3 separate regions of the Sus scrofa genome follow, and regions 2 and 3 are each linked to region 1. Evidence: chromatin contacts called from public HiChIP or PLAC-seq data. All regions are on one chromosome and are shown on one strand. The core of a region is the stretch at or near the end of the contact, and the rest is flanking DNA. Distances in the headings are between cores, read along the strand shown. Region 1 overlaps CDK17 (cyclin-dependent kinase 17). Region 2 overlaps CFAP54 (cilia- and flagella-associated protein 54). Region 3 overlaps LOC110260790 (a long non-coding RNA gene).

Region 1 (2,702 bases), core at 163-2,662:
AATGTCTATTCAATACTAGATACTTTTCGTTGTTATCTCTTTCTTACTCTTCCTAATCCTAAAGAGCAGCCTATGCTATCCCACTTTCACAAATAAGCAAACAGGTTCAAAGAAGTTTCCTGACCAAAGGCAAACAACGATAAAACTGAAATTTAAAAAAACAAGATGACACTGACATTTCCTCCCAAAATTTTAACATCTCTGAAGTTATTTAGGATGTTACCAAAATTAATGGAATGTCAATTATAATGGACAGTTTTCTTTTTTCTAGTACACACACCAATGGTATAATTAATGGTGGAATCTTACATATTATCCAAGTATTAGCTGCCAAACCAATTCCGTGACAATTTACCCATAACTTCCTTTCTAATTCACTATCTTCATTGTGGTGAGCTAGTTTACCAGGTTATCAAACATATTATAACCATTAGTCCAAATAAGGGTAAGGCTCTTCTAACTCCCCTATGTTAGATGTTTTACCATCCAGCTCTGGGTATCTAGTTTGAAACTGTATTTTGATTATTTTCTCATTCTAGAGCTCTATTCTAAGTAGCTGAGTACGCTGACTTCTACATAAGGTATTTACTATGAATAATTTTTGTCTGTTCAAAGGCTGGGGGGAGGATATCAAGTACAAATTCATAAGTGATAATATTTTACCAACTCTGTTTTAGATACTTACTTAAAGATTAATGAATGCTGCTGAATAGTTTCAACTAATCTTTCTACTAAACATAGTTTCAACTAATCCTCTTTTCAGCTGTGTCTAAACTGTAGTCAAACCCATTTACTGGGTTCTTAATTTCAGTTAAACATATTTTTTAGCCCTAGAATTTCTATTTGATCCCTTTCTATATAGATGCAAGTTCTCCAGTGAAAATTTCCACCTCGCCATCTATTTTCATGATTAGGTTAGTGACAGTTTTTAAAGCTCCTGTCTGTAACTCCAGAATTACGTAACCTATGAATAACCTGAATAGCCTGTTTCTCTGTTCATTTTTCCATGTTGGTCCTATTGCATGCATAGTAATTTTTTTACTGACTGCATGAAAATATGTATGAAAAAGTATATAGACTCTGGATGATGTTTTTTTCTTCCAAAGAGGATTTATTTTTTCTTTAGCAGTCACAGTAAAAGCAGATCATGTCGGGCCAAACAGGAACAGAGCCAGCTTGAGACTGAGTTTCAGATACTGTAAAGATTGGCTACTTCTGGTTTGGTCCTGCTCCTATGGCATGGCCTTTCAAATGATTCCAACTGCAAACCTAGGACTAGAACAACAAAAAGTACTGAAAACTCCACTCAACTTTCTTAGTTCCTTTTTGCTCATCTCTCATATACCAGTCAACTTTTATACACTTACGCAAAAGAGCTTAAGAGTTGGAAAATAACTTCAAGAGGAAACACAGCACAGAATATGTCTATCTCTCTTTCTCCTGGATCTTTAATCCTCAAGTCTTGACTGAGCAGCTCTACAATGCTTTCAAACTATATTTCCCCTAGTCTGATACAAATTCGTCCCATCATAGGCAGAAATGGAGGTTCAGATGTGGATTAGAAAAGATAACATACATTTTAGCAAGCAAGGTGAATTTACAGGAGGCAGTCAGTAAACTATAAGAGTTGATTCCTGGAGTTCCCATTGTGGCTCAGCGGCAATGAATCTGACTAGTATCCATGAGGATGCAGGTTTGATCCCTGGCCTTGCTCAGTGGGTTAAGAATCTGGTGTTGCTATGAGCTGTAGTATAGCTGCAGACAGGGCCTGGATCCGGAATGGCTGTGGCTGTGGTGTAGGCTGGCAGCTGCAGCTCTGATTCGACCCCTAGCCTGGGAACTTACATATGCTGCACCTGTGGCCCTAAAAAACAAACAAACAAAAAAGTTCATTCCAACTAAGAAACCTGTAACTACAAAGCTGTCCTAAATGCTAGATTTTTCACTTCTCAGAGTCACTCTTTATATAGCTCTACATTGTCAGTAACCTGTGCCATTTCTTTAAAACATATTAGATACTTAAGGTGAACTGAGCTTTTGCCAATCTCACTTACCCTTTTGTTTTTGTAAGAATTTATCCTAGAGACATCCTCCTTGGTGAGGCTCCAGAATCACCCTGTACAGTACAGGAAAGCTCTGCAAGCTTGGGGGGTGCAAACTCTACACATTCCAAAGAAAGGAATCACCTGAGAGGGCTCCTAGGCGATAACCTCTGACCCCTTGCAATATCCTGCCTGATAAGTTTCTTTGTATACCTGAAATCTTGGGCCACAACAGATAATTTAACAAGGTGAATTATGGTAAATTCCTGTCTTTATGCCAGGGGTTGTGGGCCATACTATATCAGTTTGATCTCTAAGGAGAGAAGGAATAAAGGAAGTTAAAGACAGAGTAACTAAAGACAGTCATGTAGGTACTTCCATCCCTATGCAATTGACCCCATAAAAACTCTGGACCCTAAGATTCAGGCAAGCTTCCCTGGTTGGTACCACTCTGCCATGTTGTCATACAAGACAACTAGAAAAAGGAAGCACTGTTGGGCATTTCTACTAGGAGAGGATAACTGAAAACTTACACCTGGTTTCTCTTGGACTCCACTCTATACACCCTTTCCTCTTTGCTGATTTAAATCTGTATTTTTTTCACTATAATAAAACATAATCATGAGTTTAACAGTTTTTCTCCAATTTGTGTACCCTTTT
Region 2 (2,779 bases), core at 173-2,672, 150 kb after region 1:
GCGCAGTGGGCGTTGCTGCAGCTGCAGCATAGGTCACAGTTGTGGCTCTGTCCCTGGCTGGGAATGCCATATGCCACAGGTGCAGCCATTAAAAATAAAATAAAAAGAATACATGTGATGGAAGATAAGAAAAGGAATGTATATATATATATATATGTAAGACTGGGTCACTTTGCGCCAAGACAGCAGAAATTGGTGCAACATCGTACATCAACTATAATTTAATTTTAAATAATGTAAAAATAAAAGAATGTATGGTACACACACAATGGAATATTACGCAGCTATAAAAAAGAATAAAAATTTTGCCATTTGCAACAACATGGATGGGCCTAGAGAGTATTATGCTAAGTGAAAGAAGTGAGAGAGAAAAAGATAAATACCATATGGTCTCACTTAAAAACAGAATCTAAAAAATACAGCAAACTAGCAAATACAACAAAAAAGAAACAGGCTCAGAGATAGAGAACAAATTAGTGATTATCAGTGAGGAGAGGGAAGTGGAGAGGAGCAAGACAGGAAAAGGTGATTAAGAGGTACAAACTACTATATATAAAATAAATAAGCTACAAGGATATATTGTGTGGCAGAGGGAATGTAGTCAATATTTAATAATAACTATAAATGGAATATAACCTTTAAAAATTGAGTCACTGTTGTATATCTGAAACATATATTATAAATCCACTATACCTCAACAAAAAATAATAAAATTAGAAAAGTAAAATCATTAGAAATGCATAGAAAGAGCTTCTATCAGTGCTTGGTACAAAGGAAGCAATACTCTTGACCATAATTACATTTATGAATAATTAGACATTAAACATAAGGCACATTGAAAAGACTTAGCACAGAGAAGTTTTTAAGAATTGTTTGCTGGTCAGTGTAGGTTTCCTGCTGCCTTTGACGATATCATTTGATGTCATGATTTTTTACAGTGCCACCTCTCTGTTTAATATCTGGACCAAATACGCCCCCCGGCTGCCAGCTGCCTATTACAACGAGAAGCTTCTGAAAGTTGGAGATAGCCTTTGTGAAATGAAAGTAAGTGCCTCCAGAGTAACAGGAGCCCACATGAAACTCATTTGACTAATTATTAGTATTATTAGTTTTGGTTTGATACCATTCCTATTTGACACGATTTGATTTTTTTTCCCCTTAGAAAAATAGAAGGGTATACAAATTTTGCTGAGGCACAGTAATCCACAAAGTGTTAGTTTTAAAATTTTGTAGTTGGGATTCTCCAAGGGTGATATATTCCCAAACAGAAAGGCAGTTGGCTGCGGATGGGCGGGAACAGGGGCCCCCAGTGAACAGAGGGTGTGGTGGGCGCCCAACAGGAAATGCTGAGTCATCGTGTTCCTACCTTATACAAAGGAGCCCAGACACCACTTCCTGTTGTTTTTCACATGGCTGGCCCTGCCCAGCAGACGGCTCTCATAGCTCCTGGCCTTGCCCCTGGGTGGGTTGGTGCTCAGTGCCTCGTCTTAATGACTTTCAGCTCCTTCTTAACACTTTCCTCTGTGTGATTACAGCAGGCATTCCCTACATGCTCTGTTTCTTGCTCAGGGTTGTATTCGCACTGGGTCCGTGCCCTATTTGCAGTTGCATCTCCACAGCCAGCTCTCGGATCGCTGTGGGCTCACGGACTTGGTTTGATAAGACTGCACCATGGCTGGGTTTTCAGTTAATGAAAATGTTAGTTTTTCCAGAAAGCTCTGGCACAGGCCCAAATTATTCCAAGTTAAATGAGTGTTTGGCACATGGAGGATCCTTGGACTAAGAGCCATGTTGAACAGAGTGATTTTAGGCCAGACGTGGGCAGTATTCAGTCTGTTACCCCGCCAGGCCTGTTTTCCTGACGCACAAGCAAAGCCAAACCCAAGCAAGCAAGCGGCCCAGATTTGCTGCAGAGAAAGAGTTTCTTCAGACGGCAGTCGAGGGAGGAACCAATCTCGGATCCGCCTCCCGGAACTGAGAGGGCTGAGATGTTTATGAGACAGGCAGAATGGGTCCAGGCCTGGGCGCCAGTGATTTAAGGCAGGGAAAAGGTGAGGTTGTCGGCGTCCCGCGCAGGTGCATCTCGGTTCGGCCTTCCTCTGTGTTGAGAGTGGAGGCACTTAGCCTGATGGGAAGGCGGAGCTTCCCAGCCTCTGACGTCAGGCGGCCCCGCCCGGACACCTGCGCGGCCCAGTTTTAGGGGGGGTGGTCTCGACCAGCCCCAGCTGTTTCGCCCTGGGCCAGAGCCGACTGCGAGTTCCTGCAGAACAGCGAGGCTGCGTGAAGCTGGGAAGGTATGCAAGTAAAGAGAGGAAAAACAAAAAACCAAAAACCCAAGTGAGCTTAAGTAGTGAAGGTAGTTTACAAGCCGAAGGTTATTTTTTAACAAGACTTCTCTTATCTGTTGTTCTGTAAATCAAACTCATGCAGATCTCTTTGTTAACAGGTTCCGTTAAGTCTGTAGGGCATGGTTTCAAGTCTTTTCCCAATCTAGTTTCCCAGCTTCCTTTTTCTCCTGCATTTCTGTTTTATGGACCTGAATACTTTGGGTCTGGGAGGGAAATTTACCACATAGAGGCTAAGAGGTGGAGGAACTTTGTTAATGAAGCAGTACCATCTATTTTCTGCTGCAAAAATTGGAGAATTACCTTAGTTCCGTGTAATTGGACCATGGTTCTTAGAAACTTGAAAATACAGAGTTTGGAAAATTCCAGGAAAAAAATTCAGATGAGGTCCAACTTGTAAGCTAGATTCATGTGAAGTAACAGTTTTGACGAGA
Region 3 (2,700 bases), core at 40-2,539, 230 kb before region 1:
TCAGCCCAACCCTGGGACAGGTGACAGGTGACAGAAGGAGAGGCGCTGTCTGTTTTTCTTTGGGATTACTGCCCTTCTGCTCACCAGCTTTGTCACTGGTGTGCAGAGTCCCCGCTGTAAGAAGGTCTCTTGTGACCCACGCCCAGATCAGCCATGGGGAGGACTCGACTCTTCAGCATGAGGGGTCTCCCGCAGAACGGCCCCATGGAACTTTCTGCGGTGGGGGAAATGTCCTATATTTATGTAGTCTGTTATGGCAGCGTCAGCGACATGTGGGGATGGAGCCATTGAGACGGGACGAGTGCAACTGAGGAACTGAATTTGTGATTCAATCTAATATAATTCGTTACAATTAAATTTTAAGCAGTGACTGGTGTCTGCCCTCTCGCTTCTCTCTCTCTCCCTTCTCCTGCTCTGCCTTCTGCTTATCTCCCGTCTATCCCTCTCCCTTTTGCTAAGATAGCTCCTATGGAATGTGGACTTTCTATGTGTTAAAACCCTTCTAGTCTGGGCCAGTGTCCTAAGCCAGTGAGTCAGTTGAATGTGGCTTCTTTTAGTGAAGAGGAAGATCCTTGATGGTGAATCAAAAATAGAATCGGGAGTTCCCCTCTGGTGCAGCAGAAATGAATCCGACTAGGAACCATGAGGTTGTGGGTTCGATCCCTGGCCTCGCTCAGTGGGTTAAGGATCCCGTGTTGCCGTGAGCTGTGGTGTAGGTTGCAGATGCGCTCAGATGTCCCATTGCTGAGGCTCTGGTGGACGCTGGCAGCTACAGCTCCAGTTAGACCCCTAGCCTGGCAATATGCCACAGGTGCGGCCCTAAAAAGACAAAAGACCAAAAAAAAAAAAAAAAAAAAAAGAATCGATAAAGAATAAAACAATATGCCCACATTTTAAATATTAGTATTTTACACAATTCCTTCAAACTGGTTATCTCTTATTAATAAGAAACTGTAAGGGCAGAGAACATGTCTATAAAGAGTTCTGGAGCCAGAGTGCCCGGTTCAAGGATGCCCGTCTCTCACTTATTAGCTGTGGGCTCTTGGGCACGTTATTGAATTTCTCAGTATTTCAGTTTTCTCCTCTTTAATACAGAGATAATAATACCCAGAGGGTTGTGGCGTAAAGCATAACTCACTGTTTTATGTAAAGCAGTGAGACAGAGCTTGGCACATAGTAGGTATTAATCAGGGTTTGATAATATTCCCTTTGCTGGTCACCCTTCCCTGCACAGGGCAGCCGCTCAAGAGATGTTTGCTGAATGCATGCGCGGCTGCATTAAGTGTGTTGCCACCAGGTGGCGGTAGCGCCTCACTTATAAGGCCTGAACCACCCCCACCCCCCCCCCCAGGGACTGTGCTTTCTTTGAAACGCCCTCCCGAGGTCTCAGGTGCACAGCGTGGAGAAAAGAACTGAACTTCTTCTGCCTCCAGGCCCGCCTTTTTCTCTCATCTCTGCTTTCTTTCTACTGTGATGAACCTTTTCGCTTTTCCCCACTGGATTCCTCTGCTCAGGCTGTCATAACAAAAGACTGGGTGGCTGAAGTGACAGACATCTATTTTCTCACAGCTCTAGAGGCTGGAAGTTCAAGATCAAGGTGTCTCCAGGGCGGGTTTCTGGTGGGGCCTCTCTTGGCTTATGCCCAGCCGCCTTCTCACTGCATCGGCCCCTTCTCTGTGCCTGCGTGGGAAGAGAGACTTTGGTGTCACTTCCTCTTCTTATAAAGTCACCAGTCATGTTAGATTTGGGCCCCACTCTTATAACCCGATTTAACCTGAATTACCTCCCTAAGGGCCCTAAGCTCCATCTACAGTCACACTGGGGTTAGGCCATCAACATATGAATTTGGGGGGGAACACAATTTAGTTGATGATATCACATTTATTTCTAATCTCTATTCTCATACTTCTTATCAGTGTGGCTTTTCTTTCTTATTTCCTGCCATCCCCTCCACCCCACACTCCCCCACCTCTGGCCCCCAACCAGTCCCTCAACCTTTATATGGCTTTTCTAGGGCAGGTTGTAAGCTGAACAACTCTAGAGGGTACCATTCACATCATACTCAGCCTACGTTCATATGGTCCCGCCACGTTGAGACAGGAGGCGGTAGCGTGTCTTGAGGAAGGGGAGTCTTTTTCTAATTCACACCAAGTGCTGGCCCCTCTCATTTCCCTCCATTGTCCTCCTTTCCTCCTCCCATCATTTTCTGCCTTTGGCGTCTCTCCTTCCTTTCTCTCCTCTCCAGGCTGAACCTGCTCCGTGTTCATAAGGAGATGATGCAATTCATTATGCCACGCCTTTGTCCAGAGCCTCAGGGGAGCCAGGCTCGGTGTGAGGGCCAGGCAGTGTGCCCTATCCCTGTATCGTTAGCCCAGCCAGTCCTTCCTCATCCAGGAGGCCAGCACCCAGTGGAGTGAGCCTCCAATGTCCCCGGATCATTCGTGGTCACACTTCCCTTGGCACCTACTTTATGACCCAGCATGGAGCGGAAGCTGGGAGGCACACAGTGTCATGATATAAACTCACATTTACTGGACACCTGCTCTGCACTAACACAGTGCTACTCGCTCTCTGGGGTTACATTTAATCATCAAAACCACGCTCTCCTTTTGTAGAAGCGAGAACTAAACTGCAGAGAAGGTGGCAGAGACTCCTCAGGGTTCCTCATTGACAGGTCTCTTCCTGTCTTTAAATAACAGC

Evidence for each region. HiChIP or PLAC-seq counts read pairs in DNA pulled down with a chosen protein or histone mark.
Region 2: an H3K27ac HiChIP or PLAC-seq map of alveolar macrophages shows a contact between it and region 1. The contact joins two enhancer-like sites. A contact is called at or near these places in 3 of 47 Hi-C or Micro-C datasets (embryonic fibroblasts and retroperitoneal adipose tissue) and 2 of 2 datasets of contacts at active chromatin or transcription factors (alveolar macrophages and skeletal muscle).
Region 3: a contact with region 1 is called in an H3K27ac HiChIP or PLAC-seq map of alveolar macrophages. The contact joins two enhancer-like sites. A contact is called at or near these places in 7 of 47 Hi-C or Micro-C datasets (alveolar macrophages, embryonic fibroblasts, epiblast stem cells and 4 more) and 1 of 2 datasets of contacts at active chromatin or transcription factors (alveolar macrophages).

Annotation. Positions count from the first base shown.
Region 1 is chr5:87,237,846-87,240,547 of Sscrofa11.1, reverse strand. All of the region lies in intron 1 of CDK17 (cyclin-dependent kinase 17), which reads right to left. Among named protein-coding and RNA genes, the nearest start is that of CDK17, 59 kb to the right of the region's middle. Within about 2 kb of position 1,412, at least 7 of the 83 cell types and tissues checked have an H3K27ac peak or open chromatin away from gene starts, as enhancers often do. A contact at or near this core is called in alveolar macrophages, where this site is marked.
Region 2 is chr5:87,091,149-87,093,927 of Sscrofa11.1, reverse strand. It overlaps CFAP54 (cilia- and flagella-associated protein 54), which reads left to right. Exons shown (of 68, transcript XM_021092730.1): 2 at 939-1,044. Among named protein-coding and RNA genes, the nearest start is that of CFAP54, 10 kb to the left of the region's middle. Within about 2 kb of position 1,422, at least 32 of the 83 cell types and tissues checked have an H3K27ac peak or open chromatin away from gene starts, as enhancers often do. A contact at or near this core is called in alveolar macrophages, where this site is marked.
Region 3 is chr5:87,465,045-87,467,744 of Sscrofa11.1, reverse strand. The region is part of intron 2 of LOC110260790 (a long non-coding RNA gene); the gene reads left to right. Among named protein-coding and RNA genes, the nearest start is that of TRNAD-GUC, 20 kb to the left of the region's middle. Within about 2 kb of position 1,289, at least 15 of the 83 cell types and tissues checked have an H3K27ac peak or open chromatin away from gene starts, as enhancers often do. A contact at or near this core is called in alveolar macrophages, where this site is marked.